3 separate regions of the Sus scrofa genome follow, and regions 2 and 3 are each linked to region 1. Evidence: chromatin contacts called from public Hi-C and HiChIP or PLAC-seq data. All regions are on one chromosome and are shown on one strand. Each heading gives the region's core, a stretch centred on a gene start, on an enhancer-like site or on the middle of the called end of the contact. The rest is flanking DNA. Distances are from core to core; before and after follow the strand shown.

What was found. A called contact is a pair of places that touch in the nucleus more often than the background predicts. HiChIP or PLAC-seq counts read pairs in DNA pulled down with a chosen protein or histone mark.
Region 2: a Hi-C map of embryonic fibroblasts shows a contact between it and region 1, with 1.7 times the contacts expected there. The contact joins the promoter of PDP2 here to the promoter of C6H16orf70 in region 1. A contact is called at or near these places in 2 of 47 Hi-C or Micro-C datasets (embryonic fibroblasts and liver) and 2 of 2 datasets of contacts at active chromatin or transcription factors (alveolar macrophages and skeletal muscle).
Region 3: an H3K27ac HiChIP or PLAC-seq map of skeletal muscle shows a contact between it and region 1. The contact joins the promoter of RRAD here to the promoter of C6H16orf70 in region 1. A contact is called at or near these places in 1 of 47 Hi-C or Micro-C datasets (subcutaneous adipose tissue) and 2 of 2 datasets of contacts at active chromatin or transcription factors (alveolar macrophages and skeletal muscle).

What each region holds. Positions count from the first base shown.
Region 1 is chr6:27,755,395-27,759,145 of Sscrofa11.1, forward strand. C6H16orf70 (UPF0183 protein C16orf70 homolog) reads left to right here and starts at 2,182. Exons shown (of 17, transcript XM_021094040.1): 1 at 2,182-2,288; 2 at 2,405-2,525. The coding sequence starts at 2,462.
Region 2 is chr6:27,563,613-27,567,363 of Sscrofa11.1, forward strand. It overlaps PDP2 (pyruvate dehydrogenase [acetyl-transferring]-phosphatase 2, mitochondrial), which reads left to right and starts at 1,811. Exons shown (of 2, transcript XM_021094015.1): 1 at 1,811-1,890. LOC106508763 (a long non-coding RNA gene) reads right to left here and starts at 2,867. Exons shown (of 3, transcript XR_002344554.1): 1 at 2,004-2,867; 2 at 1,763-1,911. CA7 (carbonic anhydrase 7) reads left to right here. Exons shown (of 7, transcript XM_021094019.1): 7 at 1-354.
Region 3 is chr6:27,603,512-27,607,262 of Sscrofa11.1, forward strand. RRAD (GTP-binding protein RAD) reads right to left here and starts at 1,616. Exons shown (of 5, transcript XM_021094029.1): 1 at 1,514-1,616; 2 at 909-1,293; 3 at 1-19. The coding sequence starts at 1,278.

The DNA of each region.
Region 1 (3,751 bases), core at 932-3,431:
GATTACACCCAACCAACCTTAGAAGTTTTTCTTTCCAGGTCTCCTTCCCAGCAATATCTAGGCCAGCTGCCCAACAACGTATCTTTATGTATTGTTTGAGTGTAGGTTTCTTTCTTTTTTGGCCACAATGTGCAGTGGCTAGATGCAGAATCTCAGTTCTCAGACCAAGGATTGAACCCAAGCCACAGCAGTAAAAGTACTGAATCCTAACCACTAGACCACCAGGGAACTCCCTCCTAGACACATCTTTTTTTTTTTTTTTTTTTTTTTTTGCTATTTCTTGGGCCGCTCCCGCAGCATATGGAGGTTCCCAGGCTAGGGGTCGAATTGGAGCTGTAGCCTCTGGCCTACGCCAGAGCCACAGCAACGCGGGATCCGAGCCGCGTCTGCAACCTACACCACAGCTCACGGCAATGCCAGATCATTAACCCACTGAGCAAGGGCAAGGACTGAACCCGCAACCTCATGGTTCCTAGTCGGATTCGTTAACCACTGCGCCACGACGGTAACTCCCTAAACACATCTTTAATGCTTGCCATGTGTGGTAAGAAGTAAATGTCCCTGGCCCCCAGCCTCCTTCCCAGTATTAGGTATTATTGATAATTTTATGTTTTTCTTTCAAGAAATGTTCTCCTTTTTTCAGTATGGCCACTTTTATTTGTTTTTACAGAAAAAAATGGGTCATAATACTACAATTTCGCACCTAGCTTTTTTCTTGTGGAGGTCATTCCACATCAGCATATAGGGACATATCTCATCTTTTAAAAACTCATCCTGTTATATATATGTCAGAGTTTAGTTGGTCACTTCCCTACTGATGGACATCTCAATGACTCAGTTCTATTAGTCTGGCAAAGGATGCTGCAATTGGACAACCTTCTCCATGTTTGCTTTAATACAAGTAGCAGTGACTTCAAGGTATTTTGTGTGTGTGTGTGTTTTGTCTTTTTGTCTTTTCTAGGGCTGCACCCACGGCATATGGAGGTTCCCAGGCTAGGGGTCTAATCAGAGCCATAGCCACCGGCCTACACCACAGCCACAGCAACACACAGGGTCCGAGCCGCATCTGTGACCTACACCACAGCTCAAGGCAATGCCAGATCTTTAACCCACTGCGAGGCCAAGGATCGAACCCACAACCTCATGGTTCCTAGTCGGATTCATTAACTACTGCGCTACGACGGGAACTCCTGACTTAAAGTTTTGATAGAGCCTCCACGTTCCACTCCTACTAGTTTTAAGAATTTAGCTTGTCATTTTCTCCCCTGCTAAAAACCTTCCTCCACAGGCAATGTAATATTAAGAATTTGAGTTCTAACGCCTAGGACCACGAGCCATTCAGCTTCTCTGGGCGTCAATTTTTTTTTTTTTTTTTTGCCTGTAAAGTGAGATATAACCAATCTTAGTCTCAGGGTGGATGTGACAATCCAGACACTGCGTCCATGTGCGTCCATGAAGAGTTGGCTCCATAAGATGTCAGTATTAGAGTACCCAGAGCCCGAACTAAAAGCTTTTAAATGAGGAAACTGAGGCATAAAGACAAGACCTTTGGTCAAGACCCCACAGAGTCAGCGACACAGCCGACTCTGACTCAGTCTGAGCTTCAGCAGCCTCGGGATCCCAGCCCTGGGGCCTGCGCACAGCACGAAGTAGTCAGTCAGGACGTCCTCCCCTACCTAGTCCTCTCCCCTAACTCCCCCCGCCCCTACACACGCACTTTGAGTACGACCCGAGACCCAGGGGCTGCAGTGAGGAGTCATTCCTGGCCAACTAGAGGTAGCTGCTGCCGGGGTCGGTCTTGGCCCCAACCGGGAGCGGCAGGGCGCTCGCGGGCCTTGTACTTTGAGACTCCGTGTCCTCCCTCCCCGGTGGGCCTCAGAGGGTACGCCCTCATAACTCGCCTTTTGAGCCCAGTGAATGTGGTTGAGACGTACGCGTAGACGGCAGACGGGTGCTATATAGCCGTGTTACATGTATGTGTTGCCCGGTTCACACATCTTCGTGTGGAACGTGTGCGATGTGGTGTACAGATGTGGGGGTTCACGGAGTACGATGCTCCTGGTTCCAAGAGAGCCCGCACTTCCGTATGGTACCGTAAGGCATCTATAACAGCCGCCTATCCGGAGTTTGCGCGTGCGTGACTCCGCCTTGGTCCCGCTCTAACCGTGGAAATCCCGCCTTCGCCCCGCCTCCGCCACACTTTACGGCCCGGCACGCCACTTTTGCCGCAGACGCTCCAGCTCCCGCTGCCGCTGCTGCCCCAAGCCGCCGCGGCTGCTGTCGGTGAGGTGAGGTGTGGTGAGGTCAGGTGAAGTTTGTGGGGCCGGTAGCGCTGGCGACTCGGTGGGAGGTGGCGAGCAGGGCCAGGGGGCGCGGTGGGTCACCCGCTACTTTGTCTCTTCAGCTCCGCTGCCATCTGCGCTACGGCAGGGAGGCCGCCTTGGCCCGGCGAGCCGAACCAATGCTGGATCTGGAGGTGGTACCCGAACGCTCTCTGGGGAACGAGCAATGGGAATTCGCGCTGGGTGAGTGGTATCCTCTCTCACGACCCTACTCGCCGATCCTTCCTTCCTTCCTGGCCCTTCCCACCTCTGGCCTCCTCCCCTTACCCTCCTGCGCCCACGGCTCCTCAGCTCTTTGGGCTCCGGGCACTAGACACCCTCTCCTACAGTCCCGACTCAGTAGCCTATCGCACAGCCGGGCCTTGAAGTCCCTTTCTTCCGTCCTCCGCAGGCCTCTCGAGGGGGCAGTGCTACAGTAATAATAACAATAATGGCTGACGCACCCCAAACACTAAACTCAAGGCCAGGCCCTGCTCTCTGGTGTCTAATTATCTCAAGTATGCCTCCGGGGACTTGATGGTAGCTACTATTGTTATTACTATCCTCACTTTGTGGACCGAATAGCTTAGGAGTGACTGACACCGCCACTGTAGTCTGTCTCTTTGCTTTTCTGGGCTGTTGATTGCCTCTCCGGAAGGAGAAACCTAGGCACCTTTACGATCATCAGATGTTGGGGGTCTGGTCAAGAGAGTTGAGGAGAGTTTGTGTGCGTTAAAGGAACTTTTGTCTAGTTTTCTTCTTGTTTTTAATGTGGTCAATATGTGGTGTAATCCTAAACCTAATCCTTAGTGGACAGAGTTAAAAGTTGAATGAGACAGGAGTTTGGGGAAAGTAACATTTAGTTTGTGGGGAATGCAGTTTGGACATTTTGTGGGTTTGGGCCCATTTTTCGCTATCCTTAATGTCACCACTTTAACGTGTACAAGTATTTGCATTCGGTAACCCCAGAGTGTGTTTACTTTTATTTTCCAGCACTAGGGAAAGGGGGTGGAGAGCAGGTGTCTGTGCTGTTTGTACAGGCTTGAACTTTTGTCACACTAATTATGGCTACTGGACTGAGTCAGCTGCTCCATTGGGCTATATCTTATCCTTGAATCTGGAAGACTTATATTTATGGAGATAGAGTAGGTGAGAAACTGCAGAACAGATGTGCTGATAGGACTCTGCCGGTGCTCTGTGTCTCCGTGAACTGAACAAGCCTCCTCTGGGTTGTGGGAGCTGATTTGGTTTATTGAGAATTTTCAGCTAACTTCTCTCAAAACTTATACCTCTCCTCAGAGTTCTTCACAGAATTTTAGCTGGTAGGAAACACTCCAGCTTCTTGTGAAGCACCAAGAACTTGATTGGGAAGCTAGTGATAGCTTAGTTTCCAAGCCCATTTGTTATGCTGATGCTGTTTGGCTTCTAGG
Region 2 (3,751 bases), core at 561-3,060, 190 kb before region 1:
TCACTCCCTAACTTCCTTCAGATCTCTGTCCAAAGCCTACCTTATCAGATAAACCTTCCTGATTTCCCCATCTAAGATAGCAGCCTCCTCCAGGGCCCTGTCCTCTCCCCAGCTGCCTCTCTTGCCCCAGAAGAGACTTTACCCGGCCTGTGCTGTGGCTTCTTCACTCCCACGCCTGTGCATAATTGTTTAAGACAGATGTTACTGGAGTTTTTCCCAATTATTAAATGCCTGATGCCTGTTTCAAAGAGTTTTTAAAAGGAGTTCCTATCGTGGCTCAGCAGAAACAAATCCGACTAGTATCCATGAGGACGCGGTTCGATCCCTGGCCTCGCTCAATGGGTTAAGGATCTGGCGTTGCCGTGAGCTGTGGTGTAGGTCGCAGACTCGGCTTGGATCTGATATTGCTGTGGCTGTGGTGTACCCCAGTGGCTACAGTTCCCATTCAACCCCTAGCCTGGGAACCTCCATATGTTTCAGGTGTGGTCCTAAAAAGACAAAAAGGAAATAAAGAAATAAGTGGTCAAAGAATGTGAAAGTTCCTACAGAGATAAGCATTGTTAACAGCTGTTAACCATATTGTTACTCTTTTCTCTGCACGCAGAGGCATGGGCAAGAGGAAGGGGAAGGGAGAGAAATAGAGAAATAAATAATTTCGGTTATTATCAAAGGCCTGCTCTTCTTTGTTGTAATCTTGTTTTTCTCTCTGACTTCTGTCCTCGCCAATAGCTCCTTCCTGGGCTTTCCAATCTGACTTTTGGCTTCGTGTTGGGCTTTGGGGTCCTTAGGTCAGGGTGCTGACAGTCCACCCTGATCCTGCCTAAAAGGAGAGCCCTGGGCCTTCAGGGCAGGGCCTCCGCAAGAGTGGCAGGAGAGGTACCCGCAGTTTCCTGGAAAACTACCATTTCACAGCGTAGCCCAGGCCAGTGCTGTATGGGCAAGAATGGGAAGCTGTGCTTCTGGAGGGGCTCCAGGGCTGTCTCCCAGCTTCCTCTTGCCTCCTCTTCCCCATACTAGACCCCCATTGCTGATTCCACAGCAGAAAATCTCCCCACCAGGAAGAACTCATCCCTTTTAAAGGCTCATCTGATAAGATCAGGCCCACCAAGGATAATCTTCCTTTTTTTTTTCTTTTTTTCTTTCTGGCTGCACCCGCAGCGTATGGAAGTTCCCAGGCTAAGGACTGAACCTGAGTCACAGCAGCAACAATGTCAGATCCTTAACCCACTGCACCAGTCTGGGCATTGAATCCACACATCCTTCATTCATTCTTTTCTAATAAGACCTTGAGACAAGGAAGCCTTGGGTAGGGTTCTAGGGCTGGCCAACATCTATAGGATGTCTGAGCTGATTATAGCCTTTAAGCAAAAGTTCTGGTGCACACAAAACCCTCAAGGGTGACTTTCTACTTTGGAAGTGGTGTGTGTGTGTGTGTGTGTGTGTGTGTGTGGTAACTTACAAAAACTGAGTGGTTTCAGACTTAGCAGAGTGATGTAATCTTTTCAGGAAAGTGTGGCGGAGGCAGCCATCTCGGTGTCTCCAGTTGTTGGCCCAGGGCCTGGCATATTCAGGCACCCATAAACGCCTACAGATTGAGTAATTAAACTGTGCTGCCTCTGTCCTGAAGGATGACCCTTTATAACCCCAAATGAACTAAAAGACTACACCAATTTATTTAGAATCCCTTAGAGTTATTTTTAGTTTAAGTCTGAAACAGCCCTTTCAGTATCCAGGAAGAGAGATAGTGCAAATTCTGACTTACTCTTTAGTACTTCCGGAAGGGACCAAGGGTGAGTGGCGGTATGAATATCATATCAGGGCCAAGTATGACAGGAGCTGTTTTATGGCAGGCAGGTCCTTGGATCCAGGTGGGCTGGCCAGGTTCCCCAGGTAAGTCAGTGTGTCTTCCTTCTAGAAGACCACATTTCCAGGGCTCTAAGTGGCCTTTTCTGGTCACCTCCTATTTTTCTCTGTTTCTGGTGGGAGGACTGCCCTTGACTTACCACAGTCAGTAGGAGAGTTCTTTTACAGTGATTTGAAAGGCAGCAGGCCATAACTGGGATGCAGAACTTCTGATGCCACAATGGAAGGGACTAAGGGAATATCTGGTGTCATGGTTCTCAGCCTTTCTCAACCCACCAACCAACTATTGTGGTAACGGTCAGTGGCCATGCCAATGTAAATGTCAGTTCAAGGCCCAATGGTTGGTGGGAAGCCATTTTACAGCATTTTACAAGATTTTACAGCAGCAATTTGCATTGTAGAAGGATCACCCTACTTATTCTGTAGAAGCAGAGCTACTAGGGCCAAGATAAAGTCAGAGGTGGGGAGACCAGATGAGAAGAATGGAATAGAGTGGCAGAGCAGCTGGAGGCAAATGTTTGGATTGGAGTTGTTTAGGAGATGAGGTGAACAGGATTAGATAACTGACAGGAGAGGAGTAGGGGTGAAGGGAGAGGTGTCAAAATGACTCCTACTTGGGGCTTGAATCTCTGAGCAGATGGTGGGGCCGTTACTACGTTAGGGGAGGAAAGAAAGAGCAAAGTTAGCAGAAAGATGACTTCTAGGCAAGCTGTGTTTAAGGCGTTCGGAGGGCCTCCAGAGGGAGGCAAGTAGATATAGAAGGGTGTGGCGCCTGAAAGAGGGTTGGCACAGAAACGGAGAGGAGGCCGTGGGGTATTATTAACAACGGTGACGAGTGGGAGAGCCTGGGCGTTTTGGGGTGTGCAGAGTGCGGAGTGTCACGTGGTGGGATGCTCTGCCACAGGACTGCCTGATCCCTGCACCCGGGCTACCTACAGTCTAGGAGGTTACCTATAGTCCGGAGGAGCCCGGAGGGTGGATGGAGGTGGGCGGGGGAAGTTGAGGAGGAACCGGATTTGGCCCCTCCGGGTCCCGCCCTCTTGTCCTCCTCAGCCATTGGGCAATTCTGCTGCCCGTCATGGGCCCGCCTCCACAGATGAACCAATAAAGACTGGCAAGAGGATGCTTCCTTCTCCGGCAGCCGGGGATCTGCACTAGAGGTACTTTCAGGGAGGCGAGTCCTGGGTGGCTGCAGCCGCAGCACTGCACGCAGGCGCGGAATTGAGGGGGGGAGCCCGGAGGCCTCGGCGCAAGCAGGTGAGAGGAGGGCGAGGACCTGAGGTAGGAAAGTGGGCTACGCGGGTTGTGAACGCCTCTTATCGCGCCGGGCCTGGCCAGCCCCAGGCCCGCTCCGGCCCACGGTGTCGGTCGGCTCAGGTGCTGGGGCGGAGAGCGGAGGTGAGGTGAGGTGAGGTGAGGGGGCGGGCCCGCGGCGGACCGGGAAGAGCCTTGGCCTCAACTGCGGTCATCCCTCTCGCGCACACGCGCCACGTGGGCCCGCGGCCTTACGGCGAACCCTGGGCTGCGTACAGGGACGTCCGCACTGGCTGTTTCAGAGTAGCCCTGTGAGCGCCGCTTCGCGACTTAGTTTCCCTTTTTATGGACTGAGAAGCTGGAGCTCAGGGACGTAGCCGCGCCAGGGTTTGAAGGAGATCGGGTTTAGTGGACTCCGGAGGCCGCGCTCTTATCTATGAGGCTGTGGGTCAGAAACTTGACTTGGGGACCTGTTTTCTTTAGATATGCGAAATTATTTGGGTCCGGGCTGCGGCAGACCGCCTTGCATCGGGCATCGCTGCTCGCTTCTCTGCTGGGCGGGGGGAGGGGGCGCGGGCGCGGGGAGGCGCCTTCTGTGCGCCCTGGCCAACCGCTCCTACTCCTAGTTGGGCGG
Region 3 (3,751 bases), core at 366-2,865, 150 kb before region 1:
GAGCGATCATACGTGTGCCCTGGCAAGAGACCGGTAGTCAGGTTACCTGCTGGCTGCCAAAAGCTCCCCCTCCTCCATGCCACCAGGCTTTCTGCTCTGGCCACAACCTCCAACTCCTCCCCAGAGCTCCTCTAACCTTCCCTCCACTGATGACTGCTGTGACAACAGAAGTGACAGGGCTGAAGAATGGTAGGGGGGAGCCGTGGAGGGCATGGTGTGCCTGACCTTGCCCCTGGATATCCCTTCTCCAAGGTGGCAATGTCCCCAGGGGGCCGCTCCTGTGTTGCCTGACCTCCTGCTGCCTGGGACCCCGGGTGGTTCTGACCACAACGACCTGAGTTAGAACAAGTGTCCCCTGGGGACCTTGGTTACCTAGGACTCCTCTCCTAGAAACTCCTCTGGCTGTGTTCTTGCTGGTCCTGGCAGGGAGGGATGTTCTGTTTCCATCCTACAGAGTAATCACACCTATGCTCTGAACCTTCTACTTGAGGCATTTCCTAACTAAAGGCTGGGGGGTACCTTCTTCCACTGTCCCCATCTGAAATGGGTAGGTGGAGGCAGCTTCTCAAAGCGCCTTCAGAATCCCTTTGGTGGGAGTTCCTGTCATGGCTCATCCATAATGAACCTGAGGAGATGGGTTCGATCCCTGGCCTCTCTCAGTGGGCTAAGAATCCTGCATTGCTGTGAGCTGTGATATAGGTCGGATCCTGTGTTGATGTGGCTGTGGTGTAGGCCAGCAGTTGTAGCTCCGATTTGTTTGACCCCTAGCCTGGGAACTTCACATGCCGCAAGTGCGGCCCTCAAAAAAAAAAAAAAGTCCCTTTGGTATTTGCTGCTTCAATCCTGATCAGTCCTTTAGCCCTCGGCCCTAACCCGGCCTCCCCTCCCCTGGAGTCCCAGCCCCTCACCTGCAGCCTCCGCCTCAGGCCCATCCTCTACTCCACCGAAGATGCGCGCCAGAGCGCTCTTGCCGACACCAGGGGCCCCCAGCAGCAGCACTTTGTAAACGCTCTCGTCTGAATCGCTGCCTCCGGAGCTGAGCGAGTCAGAGGAGCCCTCGGGCCAGTCCAGCCTCGGACCCTGGGCCGCGGTCCCGGCCTCGGCCGTTGCCAGAGCGCCCGGAGCCAGCGCCGCCTGCAGGTCGCGCTCGTCCACCGGCATGCTTCGGCGGTGCAGCGGGGGCGCCGGGCCCCAGGGTGTGCTGCCCCGACGGCGCTCGCGCTCCCGGCCCCCGCCGCGGCTCCCGCCGGCTCCGCTGCCGCCGCCATTCAGAGTCATCGTCTCGGACGCCGTCTGGGCAACGGGAATCGGGATGGCCGCGTAAGCCGCGGTGGAAATGGAGCCTGGACCCGACCCGGCTCAGCAAGATGATTGGGTTCAAGGACCTGTGACCCCTCCTCCTGACTCATCCATCCCAGACGGTGCGACCCCCCCCACCCCGCCCTGCCAGGACCCTCACCCACTCACGCACGGACACGGTCAGGACTAGGTAGGTCGGATACAATCCACTCACAGCCCCAGGCGCGGACCCTCGACGCTGCCGCAGCCGCCGCCGCCTTCTCAGTCCACACTGGGTCTGGCCGCCAGAGACGCCTATTTAAGCCTCTGCCCGCCCCCGCCCCCGCCCCCGCGCTCGCCCCCGTCCACGCGGTGCGGGGGTGACGTGTCTGCCCCCCTCCCCCCAGGGGAATCCCCCACCCCCACCCTCCTCCCAGGGCCTCGCACCCACTCAGACCCCGCCCCGCCCGCCCAGCAGACTCCGCCACCGACGCCCCGCCCGACTCCGCAGACAAAAGAGCCCGAGTGTGTGTATGGGGAGGGGGGCCGGGAAGGAGCGAGAGGGAGGGGGAGTGTATGAATGGTGCGGAGGAGTTGGGGGGGTTCACGGGTGGGGACAAGGGGGTGGGGGACCAGCCAAGTGCGTCAAGACCCCTCTAGGGAAGAAGGAGGTCTCGTCCTTTAAAAGTGAATTCTCCTTTCCCTCCCGCCTGTTGCCTGAGCAAGCAGACCAGTTACAGGTGGGACAGACTTCATCCTTCTCTGCCCATTCCCCGCTGGCCCATATCTGAGCAAGACATTAGAGGTCCTAAATCCGGGCTTCTAGCCTCCACCCCAGGTCCTTCCCACTGTCCTCCCTGCCCTTGGGAGTTGAAGATTTTACCTGATGGCCCTGCCCTTCAGGATAAGGGTTAGTGTCACCTGAACCCCTAGGACACTTGGAGAGCTGTTTGGAGGAGGTGGGCGGGGAAGGGCGGCCCTCTTGGCAGTGTGCTGCAGGTAAAGGTGCAAGCTTGAATCCTGGGGAGGGAGTACAGGCCCTGAGAAGGAAAAGGATGAACTCAGCACCACCTCCCCCACCTCCATACCCTCCAGGCAGCTGCCAGCAACTCTGCTAAAAATACCTGGCCCTGGTCGTTCAGCTCCTGGGCTGGAGGTTGCCCAAAGTTGGGGAGATCCTGGCAGACAGGTGTCAGATGCCAGCAGAAGCGGATAGGGGTGGAACTGGACCAGGGTCAGGTCTGGCTCCAGCCACTCTGAGTCCTCAATGTTCCTTCCCTCCCTTTAGCCTTAGACTGGGGCTGCTGTTCTAGGCACTTCCAGGATCTGGAGGTTCAGACTCCCATCCAGGAGGGGCACCATTGTAGAGTAGGTGGGTAGGGGTGGGTTAGCTACCACTGCTCAGAGAAATCAGTCCCTCCTCAGACCTAGGGAGGGTGCCGGGGCGCAGAGGGGAGGCTTGGTTTCCAGTCCTGAATCTGCCTTCAGGCTCCTAGGTCTTGCCTCCCTCCCAGCCTCAGGGTGCCCAGCCACAAGCTGCCTTGCTCACATTTAGGGTGTGTGACGATTGAGGGCACGCAAGCTGTGAGGCGCTTTGGGACAGGTACTTGCTATCAGTCTGACGTTTATTTGTGATGAGTCTGGTGGGGGTGAGGGGTACCCATTCAGGGCTCAGGTGACATCAGGGATGGATGGATCCTAGTGGGCCTCTAGGTTGTCATGGAAACCTGGGTCAAGGCTCTCTGGCTGCTGTGTCTGTTTCCTTGGCAACATCTGAGAGGGCCTTGGAATGAGGAGGGCCTGGTTAGGTAAGTTTTAGGGGTTCATGCAGGCCCCTCTGGTTCTTTAAGTCCCAAGAGTAGGCAAGGCCTGGACTGGGGGATGGTCTGTCCATTTGTGTTCTTTACATGCCCTGGGTGGGGGTAGGGGATTGGGGAGTGGGGGGGTGGCTTGGAGGCCTAGGCAACTCCGTGCTGGTTCTAGCTTCCTGGATGAGGTCCAGTGGGAAGAGGGAGTCATGGGTAGAGCCTCCTGTCAAAGAACAAAAGCCTCAAGAGCCATTAAACCGCTTGCGAGCAGGAATCCTGGCCCCTCCTAACCACCTTACACATGACCTTGTCGCTTACAAGAGCCCCTGGATGATCAGCAGAGGGTGGGTGTGGGGGGTGGTTGTGGTCTTCCCAAGCGGGGAGCCATGCAAGGAATTAGGGCTGGGTTTCCCCTCTGATAATCTAAGCTCTTGACCTCAGCATGTTTCCTCATTGCCAGGGGAACTGTATCCACATTGGGCCACTCAGGCCCCAAGCATTCCCTGACAGGCCAGACACTCCACAAGCTTCCGTGTGGCCAGGGGCCCTGGGGAACTATACCAGGACGTGACCTTGAGATTGGGAATTGTCTTCCCAATCCCCGGTCTTCTCAGTTCTGTGGGCTGAACTTGGCTGCCCAGAAGGAGCAAACTGAGGCTGAAACA